Regions from separate parts of the Mus musculus genome. Here all the other regions are linked to region 3. A link is a contact called in public HiChIP or PLAC-seq data. All regions are on one chromosome and are shown on one strand. The core of a region is the stretch at or near the end of the contact, and the rest is flanking DNA. Distances in the headings are between cores, read along the strand shown.

Evidence for each region. HiChIP or PLAC-seq counts read pairs in DNA pulled down with a chosen protein or histone mark.
Region 1: a contact with region 3 is called in an H3K27ac HiChIP or PLAC-seq map of large pre-B cells, with 5 times the contacts expected there. The contact joins two enhancer-like sites. A contact is called at or near these places in 1 of 115 datasets of contacts at active chromatin or transcription factors (large pre-B cells) and 1 of 9 other capture datasets (embryonic stem cells).
Region 2: a contact with region 3 is called in an H3K4me3 HiChIP or PLAC-seq map of bone marrow-derived macrophages, with 4 times the contacts expected there. The contact joins two enhancer-like sites. A contact is called at or near these places in 10 of 115 datasets of contacts at active chromatin or transcription factors (the 230-238 cell line, astrocytes, bone marrow-derived dendritic cells and 6 more).

Annotation. Positions count from the first base shown.
Region 1 is chr4:32,914,113-32,918,948 of GRCm38.p6, forward strand. The region is part of intron 1 of Ankrd6 (ankyrin repeat domain 6); the gene reads right to left. Among named protein-coding and RNA genes, the nearest start is that of Ankrd6, 34 kb to the right of the region's middle. Within about 2 kb of position 2,774, at least 82 of the 459 cell types and tissues checked have an H3K27ac peak or open chromatin away from gene starts, as enhancers often do.
Region 2 is chr4:32,529,006-32,533,641 of GRCm38.p6, forward strand. All of the region lies in intron 2 of Bach2 (BTB and CNC homology, basic leucine zipper transcription factor 2), which reads left to right. Among named protein-coding and RNA genes, the nearest start is that of Bach2os, 40 kb to the right of the region's middle. RefSeq lists an enhancer at 1,391-3,754. Within about 2 kb of position 2,221, at least 128 of the 459 cell types and tissues checked have an H3K27ac peak or open chromatin away from gene starts, as enhancers often do. A contact at or near this core is called in bone marrow-derived macrophages, where this site is marked.
Region 3 is chr4:32,009,177-32,013,778 of GRCm38.p6, forward strand. Map3k7 (mitogen-activated protein kinase kinase kinase 7) reads left to right here. Exons shown (of 16, transcript NM_172688.3): 13 at 1,140-1,245. Among named protein-coding and RNA genes, the nearest start is that of Map3k7, 47 kb to the left of the region's middle. Within about 2 kb of position 1,840, at least 41 of the 459 cell types and tissues checked have an H3K27ac peak or open chromatin away from gene starts, as enhancers often do. A contact at or near this core is called in bone marrow-derived macrophages, where this site is marked.

The DNA.
Region 1 (4,836 bases), core at 1,524-4,023, 910 kb after region 3:
CACGCCCTCCAAAAGGGGCACATCTCCAAATAGGGCTACTCCCTGTGAGCCTGTGGGGGCCATTTCCACACACATGTTCCAGTCCATGCTGACAGTTGCAGCTCTCATCTCTCAGCCTCCTGAGTATTTGTTACTTTTTTTGCCCCTGAGATAAAATACCGTGACCAAGGCAACTTATAGAAGGAAGAGTTTATTTGGGCTTATATATAAGTTCCAGAGGGAAGTCCAAAATGGTGGCAGAGTCATAATAGCAGGCCTTCTAAATTAGAAGTAATTTTTTGGTTTGGTTTTTAAACACTCTAATGATCACTGAAGGCAAATTTTCCAGCTAATAAGAGGGGTGGGGGGGTGGGGGGAAGAAACCCACCTAAAATCTCTTTTATATCAAAAGGAATGTAGGACCTTGAAAACTCATCCGAGGCAGGGAGTATAACGGGAGAGAGGCAGTACATCCTAAATTCTCCATATGTGAACACTTGACCAAACGATAAACCCCAGCCTCTGCTGGGACAAACGTCTTATCTGCATGCATCATAAACTTTCCAAAACTGAAACTTAGTACACATTTGTTTGCTGTCACTTGGACAAACGATAGGATTTCAAACTCCCCAGGGCAAGTTCCAGAAAGAGGAAGGGAAAGACACATGCCACCCATCCTGTCACACCGTGGTTGGCTCTGGCTACACAGTAACATCAGCCAGTGTCCTGCCGACTGGCTGTCCACAGGGCCCAGCTCTGATTCTCTTTAGCTCCTCACAGCCCTGAATAAGCTCAGCAGGCTATCGTACAGATGACTCCACAAGTCCTGCAGAAGGTACCGTCATTCATTCAGATAACATCACAAATGAAACTGCTTAGTACAGACAGGTGGGTAGACAGAAGGGAGGGAGGGAAAGAGTGGAGAGGGAAGGGAGGAGGCACTTAAGGGTTGTCAATCCCTCTCTTTAGTGTTCCTAAGGCTAGAGAAATGCAACTCTACCCTTTTCATTTTATACCTGAGAAAGGGGCTTTGTAAGATGTCTAAAAGGCCTAGGTGGCCACTGCTGTCTCCTGACATCCTCCCATCCTTACTGAGGGCCTGGAAATACACACAAGCACACACACTGGACCAGAGTTGGTGCCAGTTCTAACCCCAGCTCCATAACTGCTAGAACACGGTGACTTATGACACTCTGTAGCTCCGGGAGCTTTAGCACCCTCTCCCAGCCTCTGTGGTCACCAGGCAAGCACACGGTGTACAAACATACATGCAGGCAAAACACCCAAACATATAAAGTCAAACAAAAATTTTAAAATGAAGGAAAAGAGATGGGGGATGTGCCACAGGAGTGTGGGAACACGGACACAGAGGTACCAACAGAGGCAGAGACTAGAGTGACGTGGCCTCAAGCCAACAAACATGTGTGGCTACTACAAACTGAAGAGGTGAGGGCCAGAACTCCCCCACCCCCTTCTGGTGTGTCTGAAGACAGCTACAGTGTACTCATATAAATAAAATAAATAAATAAGAAACACAACCCAGTTAGGTTCCACAGTACACTCATCCCAGCTCACTACAGAACACAGATGGTCTTCTTCCTCCACAGGGGAGAATTCTCTAGAATCTGAACGTGTGAATCTCTGAAAGAGGCATGTGCTGGTACCTCGTTGAGGAGTATGCATTACTCCCCGGGGTTTAAAGGTCTTCCCTTCGATTCACAGGAATGACTAAACATAGCAACCTTCCAAAGAAATGAGCAGGAAAAGCCAACAGGAAGTACACATCGCAGAATTGTATTCAGTGAATAATGACAGTGTCCCTGCAGGGAAGATCTCTTCAGGGACCAATATCAGGACACATTTATACCGTCTCTGTATACACAAAAGACTTCAGCCATGTGGGAAATTAAAAAAAAAAAAAAGGTATGTGTTCTTTACTTGGTGATCTGATGCTCAGAGCCGTTACCTAAGAGGCAGGAACAATGGACTGTCACGTGATCCTTTATAAACAAGCTGTTAGTCACACCAGCACCAAGGCACGGCGTCATGCATGACAGCTCTGTGGAGGCCGCGCTCCTGCTACTCCCTCACACACTCTGTGCACAGGCTACATAGCTCAGCCACCCCTCCCTACCAGCGCTGTGTCTCCAGGGCCATGCCTTCACTCCAGAGATGCCCCCTGTAAGGAATTATTCTGGCTTCCTTCAGTGGTGGACTGTAATGTGGAATGAATGTAAGCCAGACAAACCCTTTCCTCCCCAACTTGCTTTTTGGTCATGGTGTTTTATCTCAGCAAGAGAAACCCTGAGACAAGTTGGTACCGGCATAGTGGGAGTGGGGTATTGCTGTGACAGACCTGGCCATGTTTTGGGGAGGCTTGTGGGAGGACACTGGAACTTGGGGCTAGAGAACCACTGGGTGTTGAGAGCTCGGTGAGCTGCTGTAGGAGCCTGGAAGCTAAGAATGCTGAGAGAGAGCAGTGAGGGCGGAGGCCTGGCTTGAAGAAGTGTCAGAGGGAAGCAAAGATTTCTGTGTGAAGTTCTGGCTAGCTGAAGAATCAGCTATGGTTAACAAGATACCAGAACTGCTAAAGTTAAACCTTTGCTTTGCTGGGATACTCAATGCTGGTCCACTAGAGCTGAGAAATTATTGGTGATTAAGAGGAGAGCAGCATCACTGAGGTGACATCTTCTGAGAAGTGTTTCTTCAGAGGCAGCACACAGAAGCTGTGTACCAGAGGCAGCCAAGGTTGTATGCACCTCACACTCACAGCCAAACCTGATAGTGTGAGCCTCACCCAGGTGGAACTGGTTTTGAAGGAATGAGAGGGTCATGGAGAGCAGCTGATACTTGGCACTGTGAGAGGCCAGGAGAGGCCACTGGGGAAGGTCGAAGGTCCAGGATTAAAGGAGTCATTCAGAGAAGTTGAGGCTTGGTACTATGAGAGGCTATTGGTGAAAGTGCAGGCCAACTGCGGAAAACCCCAGCATTTTGGAGATGCCAGTGCTATGGGATAACTATGAGAGAACAGCAGCAGTGGTGGAGTGGAGCCTGCCTGAGCTGAGAAGATGAGCTGTGTGTGCTGCAGAGGGTGGAGCCAGATAAGCGACCCAAGCCCCTTGGGAGGAGCCCAGACACTGGACAGTCCATTAGCTACACTGCTGGGTATAACGTCTTGTTGTTTGACTTTGTTCAGATTGTGACCGTGCCCTAGTTCTTCCAACTTGAAGTAAGAAATTTATTTTTGATTTTACAGTTACGAGACTTTTAACTTTTAAAAAAAAATTGGGGTGAGGGTTTACAGAGAATTTGGATTTTAAAAGAGTGTATATTTTTATAAAGACAACTTGTAAAAAGCATTTGAATTTGGAAGGCTGTGGGACTTTTTAAGTTCGTAAACCATAGTCACCCGAAAGGAGAGCGTCTCAATGGGGGAAGGCAAGAACAGGTTCCTGCTGGTTGTCTGACGTGCAGCAAAGCACAGAAATGAAAGCAAATACATGAAAATGTAATTTTAAAAAAATTAAAGATATTTGGGGCCAACTGTGCTAAGTTCCATCACCCTCCCGTGTGCATGCCCTCCCTGCCCATGGAGGACCGGGCTGTATAGATTTCCAAGGTTCTGCATGAGAAATTAGCCCAAATTCAGTGGCTTACATCAACAGAAATTTCTTCTCTCCCATTCTGGAGTGCAGAACTCTGAAAGCAAGATGTCAGCAGGCCCTGCTCCCACTCCATGCTAAGAGTACCCCAGCACTCTTCAACCTGCAGGGCCAGCATTCCTAGCCACATGGCTTCCACTTCTACAACATGTGTCAAAGCCCCCACCCCCACCACCGCCTCTTTTTAGAGGACACTTTTCATGGGATTTAGTGTTCACACAATCCAGACCACATCCTCATTCCATGATCCTTACCTGAATAACATATACAAAGTCCCTTCCCACAGATGAAGGAGCGAGGCTTGTTGGTTAGACACAGACATCTGTGGAGAACAGCAGGCAAATGAAATCTGTCCCAAGAAGCCCACCTGGCCTTGTGTTCTGAACTCCAGCAGCTGGCTTCTGTCTGCTCACAGGCACAATATGCACTGCAAGGCTGAGCTCCTTGTACCTTCTTAGGGTCTGATCTCTAGGCTGCCACCTCCCCCTCGAGCCAGCACTCTGTGTCACAATGGTCTTTGGTGCCCGTCTTCCCCACTGTCACCTGAGCACGGCAAAAGCAAGATCTGCTCTTATCCATCTGTACACCCAGCCTGAACACACACATATAGATAATAAGGGGCGCAATGTCAGATGTTTGTCGGATAAAATGCGGATTGATCTGTAGCACGCACAGGAACCATACGGCATATTCTGCTGACAGAGAACACTCTGGAAGACCACATACCAGGGAGATGCAAAATAACAAACTCCTGAGGGTAACATTTTAGGCACAGGTGATGCAGTAAGCAGTCTAACTTAAACCTCTCTGGGTCCTTCAGGACTCACAGAGTGGGAAAGTCAGACAGACACTCACTGTCTATAGCAGTATCAATCATAAGCAAATGGCTTCCTGAATGGCACTCCCTTCTGCTCCGTGGAGAGCAAAGACAAAGGCTTTATTCAGGGGCATTCAGACTGAATTACCATCTTCACTTAAACCCTCCTCTTAGACAGAGCTGTCAGCTGCAGCAGCCAGCCCAGAGAAGGACTAATGTTCTACAGCAAAGTTGTTCGAATACCCAGACAGCTAACCCAAGGGGCTTAGCGCTGTTTCAGCACTGTTCAGCTCCAAAGCACTCAAACCTCTCTAGAGGTGTGCGCTGAGCATGTACAGTCTGCTCTGGACCCAGCACGGGGGAGAAGGCAATATGCCC
Region 2 (4,636 bases), core at 971-3,470, 520 kb after region 3:
TGGACCCAATTGATTATCGTTGTACTTAATCTTAATTGGCTGTCTTCTATCTTCCATTTTTGTTATAGCCTTCTGTCTCCAAATATCAGCAACTCAGCCTGGCTGCAAATGAGACAGCTTCCATCTTTAAATTTTATTCAGGTTCAAATATGTCTTTGCAAACAATACATTAGTAAAACAGGCTTCCTCTGACTTCACTCATTGGCTGTAAAGCATGCTGAAAGTTGATGACCGCTACCCCATCGTGTGGCACCCGACAGTGATGCAAACAAAGGGTGAGATACAGTGAAATGCATACTGTGAAACTGCACACATACAGTGAAATGCATACAGGGAAACTGCACACATACAGTGAAATGCATACTGTGAAACTGCACACATACAGTGAAATGCATACAGGGAAACTGCACACATACAGTGAAATGCATACTGTGAAACTGCACAAGGGATAAGCAGGATGGAAGGGATGTACACTAAGATCTGCTCATTAGAGCTCCAGTGGCCCCGATACCCGAGTAAACTAAGCCAGGGCACCTGCACACAGCACTCGTGAGGGGACGCAGCCCCCACGTTCATCTGTGCATCCAGGTGTGCTTTTCAGATTTCATGGTAGCCAGGCTGGGCGCGGTAGAAACCGCTAGCATAGTCAGATATAAGAATATCCTAGTCATGCGACAGTGGGAAGAATCTTCACTCTCCATTCGCAGTGCCTGAGACTTTCCCGCGATCGTGTGACGTGGGGTTAGACAATGCAGCCTGTGCTTTTCATGACCTGGTATCTAAGGCGTGACTGGCAGAATGGACAGTTTGGATAAGTTTCATTCTGGAAGTCTAAAGTTGGCTTTCTGAACACAGACTGTGGTTGGGTTTTTTTTTCCCCCTTTGGAGGCAGTTTATGAATAATGCTTGGTTTTCAAAATAAGCGCCCAGGTCTCAGCCTGTGTAAAGTGAAAGGCCACGACAGTACAAAGGAGAAGTAGAAGGATGCTGCCCGTGAACGAAGGAGACATCAAAGTATAGGAACAGCTTCAGCATGGGAGAAGAGGCCGTTTGGGGTCAAGCGCCCCTCCACTACCCTGCAGCGCCCTCTCTGTTTTGTTGGCCCAGCAGCTATGGCATTGGCTTACAATTGAACAATCTGGGTTTGCCCTGTCTTCCCATTTAGACTATTCAGTCACCATTCCTGATTTCTCTGTTGGTGGCTGCAGTGTTTTTTAGTCAGCAAATCTATTACCTAAAATAAGTAACAGGTTAGCCATTTGATTAAATTGTCAAGTTCATAGACATGATAGCAGTAGTCTGGAGAAAGGAAAAGGTATTGTGTACATTAAATGAGAATGAGAGGGAAAAAAACAAAAACAAGAAACAAAACCAGATCACCAAGACTAGAGACCCAGAATGCCAACAAACCTGGCATCGTCGGTGTGCGCTCTGATACGCTTTTGCAGCCTCCCCTGACACTATGGACATACTTATTTTGTATGGAGAGATATCTTTGGCATTCTAGCTAAATAGCCTGTCTGTGTATCAGGGACACACAAGCTCCCCCTGGGGAGAGATGGGGTATCCGGGCAGCGGTGCTTTATCTCTGTAGATTGGTATAAATGAGCTAGTGGAACCCCCACCAACCGCCCAGGAGTTCACAATTGGAGAACAAAGGGTAGTGGCTCCCAGGAGCTTTCCTGGGCACTCGCCTGCTATTCACTTTGAAGCAAGCTTATTCTCACGCTGGGAGTTGTTTCTAAGTCAGGAACAGCATGTATTTTATAAAAATGTATTCAGTCACTGGTTCTTTTTCCCTGTGCCACCCACACAAGCATACAGAGAAAAGTCTGCTCACCTATTTTATTTGAACTACCTATTTATCCCCTTCCCTCCTCCCTTTAAAGTCTTATGTTAATACTTTTGTGTTTACATTACGTGTTTTTAAAGCCATCCGCAATCCGGGCCAGTTAATTTAGGTCATAGTGGAGCTTGCTCTGGTGGAGGGCGGGTAGCCTTGAACGCAGCCTGGGCAGCCTTCACTGGTGCGATACAGACTTCAGTTTCCCCGCTATAATTATGAGCAAGAAGCCTGTGTTTAATTGCAATGCATGAATGGGAGATGTTCTTCAGCTTATCTGCATTCATCGCTTGCTGCTGGTTTCTCTGTTGAGGTCTCCATCAGCGTTGCTACAGAGCTCTTGGCAGTGCTGCCGCAGTTGCTGGTGAATTTTTATGATCTGTTGCATGCCGCTGGTACAGTTTCCTGCCCTGTAATGGTATCAGTTTTCCTGACACAGGCGGGGGCTACAGACTGAAACCCAGGAGCCCGCATTAGCATAAAACGTCCCAATTCTGTCAGTTTGATTAATTTGTCTCTTTGTCTCCACTCTATATGATAAGTGCTATTAATGGTTGCAGCACTTCATATGTCAAAGTCTTTCTTCCTAATGACTTGAAAATGTGGTTTATTCCCCCTCTTTCTGTACTATTTCTCTCATTTAGCATTCTACTCAGTATAGATTTATGCCACGCTCTTTCATTGTCTTCCTGGCTGCAGCGCCGCAGTGATTACATATGGTGTGGAGCGCGTAGAGATGTGATCCCAGGGGCGGCAGCTGCTGACGCAAGCTGAAAATAGAGCCAGCGTCTGCTCAGCACTTTTCCCAGAGGCCTTTTATTTATTAGTAACAGCCTTGGTGCAGGACAGCTCGGATCCTCATTTAGTGAGATGACTTTTTTTTGCCTCTTCAAATGCCGCGGTGACTTTGCTCTATTTACCGACACTGCTGTGTGATATTTTTAACTGCCTTGTATCTCACCAGTGACTTAGCCAAACGTAAATCGTAATGTAACCTCAATATATAATGAACTCAAGAAAAGACAGGCTCGGGTGCTAGTGGCTCCGATACTGGTGAACATAGTGCATCTACTCAGAAGGTATAACTGTGCATACCCTGAGAGTTGAGAAACAAGGAGTAAAATTCTAATGATCTGCGTAGTGAAAGAAAAAAAAAAGAAAAGACAGGCTCCACTGGAAGAAATGGGAGCCTGGCAGCTCTGTGGTTTAAATTAAATAAGCCTGTTTGTAAGACAGCATTTTTACATGCTACAGTGCTTTACCATGTGCCTCTATTCTTCTTCCTGGGACCCTCACACTATCTCTAGGACTTGTTCTCTGATGAGGAAAAGGCAAAGAAACTGCATGACAGAGCCGCAGCACTTTCATAAGAAGGGAAGATGAAGAGATGGGGGTTTTGCCGAGGTCAGTCACTGGACCGGAGTCAGCATCATTAGTGATTGAAATGGGCACTTATCAAGCCAATCCAGCCAATCGGAGTGCTCAGACTCGTCTGTGAGCACAGCACATCTGTGATACAAATGTAACGGCAGAATTTAGGTTCAGAGTAACAGCTGTTCTTCTACACATGTTTGTAAATTCATACGCTTGAAAAATGCTAGTAAGATATTTTTCACAAGAATTCTTCGTTTGCAATGTCATTCTTCTCTGTGAGAAACAGTCTTTGAGCAGGATAAGGGCAGGGCTGCCTCATTCTCTATGCTATCGGAACGTGTCAGTCCAGTCATTCCTTTGTGCATGATCAACTGTTCCGAGTTGCAAAAGTGGAAAGATAATAACATTAAGATTTACAGACAAATAGCAAACTGAAAATGTCACTTCTGGCCAGGGCCTGTAAAATAGTGAGAAAGCCTTTGAATAGGAAGCAGACCTCTTTGTGATGAAGAAGTGGAAAACGGAAACCAAAATCCCAGGCGAGTTGACCCTTTTCCTTTTTTCTATTTTATGTGGTTTTTAGCCACTCTAGAGCCAGTGGACAGAGAGCAGGATGAATCACTTCCTAAATCTGTTCTTACCTGAGGTAGGACCATGGGTTTCTTTCTTTAGTAACAGATTTTATTAATGCCATGATCAAACAGAGCTAAACACATGATTCCCTGCTGGGTCGGCATAAAAAATTAAAATAGTGACTCAGTATAAATAGAGTGTGATCATCTCATTTGAGCAAGTGTAGAATCTGTAATGCTCAAAGAGCATCATTGATACAAGGACCAAACCAGCAGCTGCTGGACTAGAAGACAAGCCCCCTTTTGCGCTCCACACACATGCAGTTACACAAACGTAAGATTGTAGCATTTTATTGGTTGTGATCGTTGCGGCTTATAGATCTTTTCTGGTTTATTTCGAGTCTTACACTGGTAAGAGCTTAGGCCACTGTAGTGAGAGCAGCATCCAGTGCCCTGCTGTGAAGATCTCCTCCAAGACAACAGGACTATGTCAGAAAGAGAACAAGGGACAGCGAGGACCTGGCCTGTGTCTGATGCGCTCTCTCTTACTCTTTATTTTTGCTTCAGTTCTTCACTCCAGTCCTGCTTCACAAAGAGCACTCAAGCTTGTCCTCCTGCATAGTAACACTGGAGCAGGTTTCGTTCTCTGGTGGCTTCCCAACAGTGGGTGATCCTGCTTGCTATAGGAGAAGTGACATTCGGGCATGACAACATGAATTAAGGATGGAATTTACCAATGGACTCTTAATTTCCTAGCTTTAGTGATTCTACAGTAGACTTAGCATGTTCTAGCTGGGAGGAAAAGCCCGAGCCTTAGTTTACGTGTGTATCTGTCGCTAAAACAGCA
Region 3 (4,602 bases), core at 590-3,089:
CATTCCTGTTGTAGGAGTTTGTGAGGTAGGTAAGGTGAGGCTTATCATTTCAGATGCTGTTCTGAGCACATTCTTCACTGTTCCAGGCTGCGGGCAGTCTTCTGCCAGCATTCTCTGGCTTCCGTGGTGGCTGAAGCTCATGGTTTGTGAGTGCGTGTTGAATATTTCTTCTGAAAAGCATGAAATGGGTTGTGTTTCTGGCTTTGAGGGTTTTTCTTCCAGATTTTGAAATATACACATGTATGTGATGGGACACCTGGCTCATAAGGCCCAGGCCTGAACTTGCCATGCATTTGTTTTCTCTGTACAATATGCATCGCCTGCAGGTCACTTAAATGATGGCTTCAGTCACATGAGGTGTTTGTTAGGTACACAGTTTCTACTTGTGGCATCTTGTGAGCACTGGAAGTTTCAGGTTTCAAAGCATTTCTAATTTCAGATCTGTTGACTTAGGGACACTTCACCTGTAGCTGCCATTTCCCTCGGGAGGCCACTTCTATTTTTTGCTTGTCTGTTTTCTGGAATTTGACCATATCTGACCATGTGAAACATGGGACATGCGTCTGTCTCATTTCTCATACTGTCGCTCAGTTCTGTCTTCCTTCATTTCGTGTCCCTGTACAAGGGACTTTCATGTTCCTCCTGCTTCTGCCTCCAAGTGCTGATCACAGCTGTCTGCCACCATGCTGGGCTTGCCAACTGCTTTTATTGGAAGGTTTTTCATTTTTTGCTAGTTTTCTCTTTCCCACAGAACAAAGCATTCCCGAGCCTTGGCTTTGAGCGGGGATTAAGCAGGCCTTCTCATCCTACAGAGAATTGGTGGCTCTGTTACTAGTTCCTCAACATAACAGACGATCCAGGGTTGTAAAGTCTTAGCATTGGCAGCTTAAGGGCTACCCGTCCGCTTTTGTTTTGTGGGCTTTATTTCTCTGTAAGTTTTGAAGAGATGCTATGTATGAATGCATAGTGAATTTGATATACACTGACTATATACTTAGAATGCTGCTTTCAAGAGTCTTAGGCATCTACTAGTAAAAATTGAAAATGTTTGCCTCTTATTGGATGTGAAGATGTGTCTTGTAATTCTTTTTTAAAAAAAGAAAAAAGTGACAGCTTTTCCTCCTACCGTTTCTTCACAGGTGAGCAGCCGGTCATCCAGCCCTAGTGTCAGAATGATCACTACCTCAGGACCAACCTCAGAGAAGCCAGCTCGCAGTCACCCGTGGACCCCTGATGATTCCACAGGTGACCAGTCTAGTTCCTTGTAATACAAAATGGATTGACTTGAGGCATTAATCTTTACAAAGACAAGCATGATGTCATTATTTAGATCTTCATGTTTATAAAATCAACCACTTGGCAGTAGCTTTCGAAATGCCCTTGGAGTGTTATGGCAGAGACTAAGTGCTTTACCCTGTGTGTGTTTTTCCCTCCCACATACTAAACACGTATATTAAAAATAGTCAGATTTTTCCAGTTGGAAGCATGTGTTCTTGTACTTCACTCTGTGATTTTTGTATCATGATTGTTCCTGTTGGACCTTTTCAGTAACTACAATTCCCATATCGCTAACAATGACCACCAGCATCTTTACTTGACTTTCTACTTTTTATTAATAATGTTTTATACGTGAATACAGTATATTTAGACCATCTCGAACCCTACTCCAACTCCTCCCAAATATGTCTCAGATCTGCGTTTAGTCTCCATTGTGTGTATTCCTGATACATGACTGTGTCGTGAAAGGACATTTTCACAAAAGTATCTCATGCATAATGAACATACCCCGTACCACTCTTTTCACCCACCCTCCTTCCTTTAGTCCTCATTGTTCCTCTTAGACAGTTTCACTTCTACTTTGATGTCTTACACAAACGTGATTCTATGTATCTGTAAAGTTAAAGAACCACAAAGGAGTGAAAACAAATACTTTTCTAAGACCAGTTTAACTTGTTTCCAGTTGCATCCATTTTCCTACAAAGGACACACTGGAAACTCTATTGTGTATACCTGTGGCATGTTCTTTATCCTCTGTTGTTGGCCATCCCAGTGAGTTCTGTAGCTCAGCTGTTATGTATAGCGCTGCAGTAAACATGGATGTGGAAGTACTGCTGTGATGCGCTTGTCGAACAGAAGTCCTTTGGGTAAACATCCAGGGGCCTATTTTAGTGTTTTTAATGTTTTGAGGATCTTCTGTAGTGATTTCACAATGGCTGACAAGTTTACATTTCTGCCAGCAGTGTACATAAGGGTACTCTTCTGGCAGCTGAAGTGAGATTACAGCAAAGTTCCAATTTGCATTTTTCCCCAGTGGCTAGTGAGGTTGAGCAATTTCCATGTTTTCCTCATAAGAGTATCTTTTATTCTTCCACAGTTTCATGCATGTATACAATATATCTTGAACATCCCCAACATGATTATCCTACTCCTTTTGGATCCATTCCCCAATGCCCCTTCCTCCTTTGTCTTCTTTTTGTGACCCACTGAATCCAGTTACTGTTCCCCAAAACCCTAGGGTTTGGATCAGCCACCACGCTTGGGCAACCTAGCAGCAGCCACACCCCTCCAAGGAAAATGCTTGTAACTCCCCTTCCTCCAGCAGCTATCACTTGCTCAGCTAAGGGTGGGGCCTCATGAGCCTCTTCGCCTTCTATGCTGGTTTATTGATTGGCTGATCTTGTGTGGGTAGCCACAGCTGCAATGGATTGATGAGTGGAATACCTAGACCCTGTCCATCAGCCAGCATTTCACCGCCTCCTGAGATCCTCTGGTTCTTGGATTCTTTTCTCCTCTTCTGTGATATTCCCTGAGCCTTCTTAGGTTGTTGATACAGCTGTCCCACTTAGGACTGAGCACTCACAGTTACTGATCCTTAACACTTTAACCTCTCTCTCCCTCCCTCCCTCCCTCCCTGAGTTAAATACTACAACTTCAAAAAGAATCTTCTCTAGCCAGGGTTGAAAGCCACTCTAATCCATAGGAATAAATATCACTATTTAGAAGCAGGTTGATAACATGTTAATATAGCAAGATAACATTAGACTCCTCTCTAGGACCTAGGACCTAATCAGGGCTGGTTTTGACCAGGCCATTTCTCTTGTGTTTATTAGCCACTTGTATTACATCTTTTGAGAACTGTCTAATCATTAGTCTGCGTACTGATTTGATTGGCTGCTTGCTTTCTTCAGGGTTTTATTTTTGTTCTTTTATTTTTATTATAAATATACATACACAGCCATGAAAGACTTTTCCCCCCACTCTATAGACTGTATTTAACTTGTTAGTGGTTGGTTGGTTGGTTGGTTGGTTGGTTGGTTGGTTGGTTGGTTGGTTTGTAGGAGGAGCAGGATCTCACAGTGTGTATATTACTTCTGGCCTCAAAACTTACTATGGTAGACCCTGTGGGCTTCAAAGTCACAGCTAATCGCCTGTCTCTGCTCACACGTGCTGGGATAAAGGCCAGCACGCCCAGCTTAGCTGTTCTTTTGCTGTGAAGAAGCTTTGGAAGTTGATGAGATCCCTTTTGTCAGCTGTTAGAGTTATTTCCTGAGTGTCAGCCTCTGGTTTTTAAAACACAGAATATGTGTCCAAGTGAGAAATCTATTTGGCAACTTTTCATACCTCATGAGAGACTTTATTTCAAATGCATAGACATTTGAAATCCTTTTAGTTTATTAAAACTCCAGTGTAAATAGCTCAGTTTATCATAATGGCGGATTAAAAATACCTGTGCAAAGGGAGGGATAGTTTTCTCATGAGAGCACAGTACTGTGATGTCTTAGCACACACGCAAGCACTGTATCTAAGGAAGATCTTGTTCTGTGTTTTAGTACAACAGAAGGGAAGGAAGGTGGTCTCATAGACCTTGGAAAATGAAGTTGTTTGAAATTAAGCAGGTTGTTGTGCCACACCCCTTTAATCCCAGCACTCAGGAGGCAGAGGCAGGCGGATCTCTATGACATCAAGAGCAGACTGGTCTACAAAGAGAGTTCTAGGGTAGCCAAGGCTACACAAAGAAACCTGTGTCAAAAACAAAAAGAAAGAAAAAAGTACCAATTAAACTGAAATTTTGAAGTTAGTTTACTGTCTTCACAAACTATGTTTTCAGTATTTATAGATACCTGGTATGGCCTAGTCAGGTTTATAGTTTCATTTTAAAAATTAAATGAGCAGCTTTTCCCTGTGTCATATAATTTAGAACTATGTTTAGCAAGGGGTGTGTACTGTCTACTTTGGGTAAGTTAAACACTTATAGTAGCAAAACCTCACCAAGATTCCTGTCCAGTGGTGCATAGTGAAGTGCTCTAGCCATTGGGGTGACACCAGCTGCTGCTGTTGTTGTTGGGCTGTTGTTCTTGATGATGATGATGACCACAACCCCCCCCCCCAAACTAAGGGACTATTCTCCCTTGCATTGCCTTAGAGGGTTTCCTAATTTCAGCCTAGATTCGTACATGGGAATCAACAGTGTGGCACAGGAGAAAATCAGATCTCTTTAGATGTCTGCTATCCACTGTTTTCTACGCATGCAAACCCAGATATCCTGCTCCTTGACCCGAGTGGTACGGCAGCCTATCAATCACTAAGTGTTTTACCTGGGCC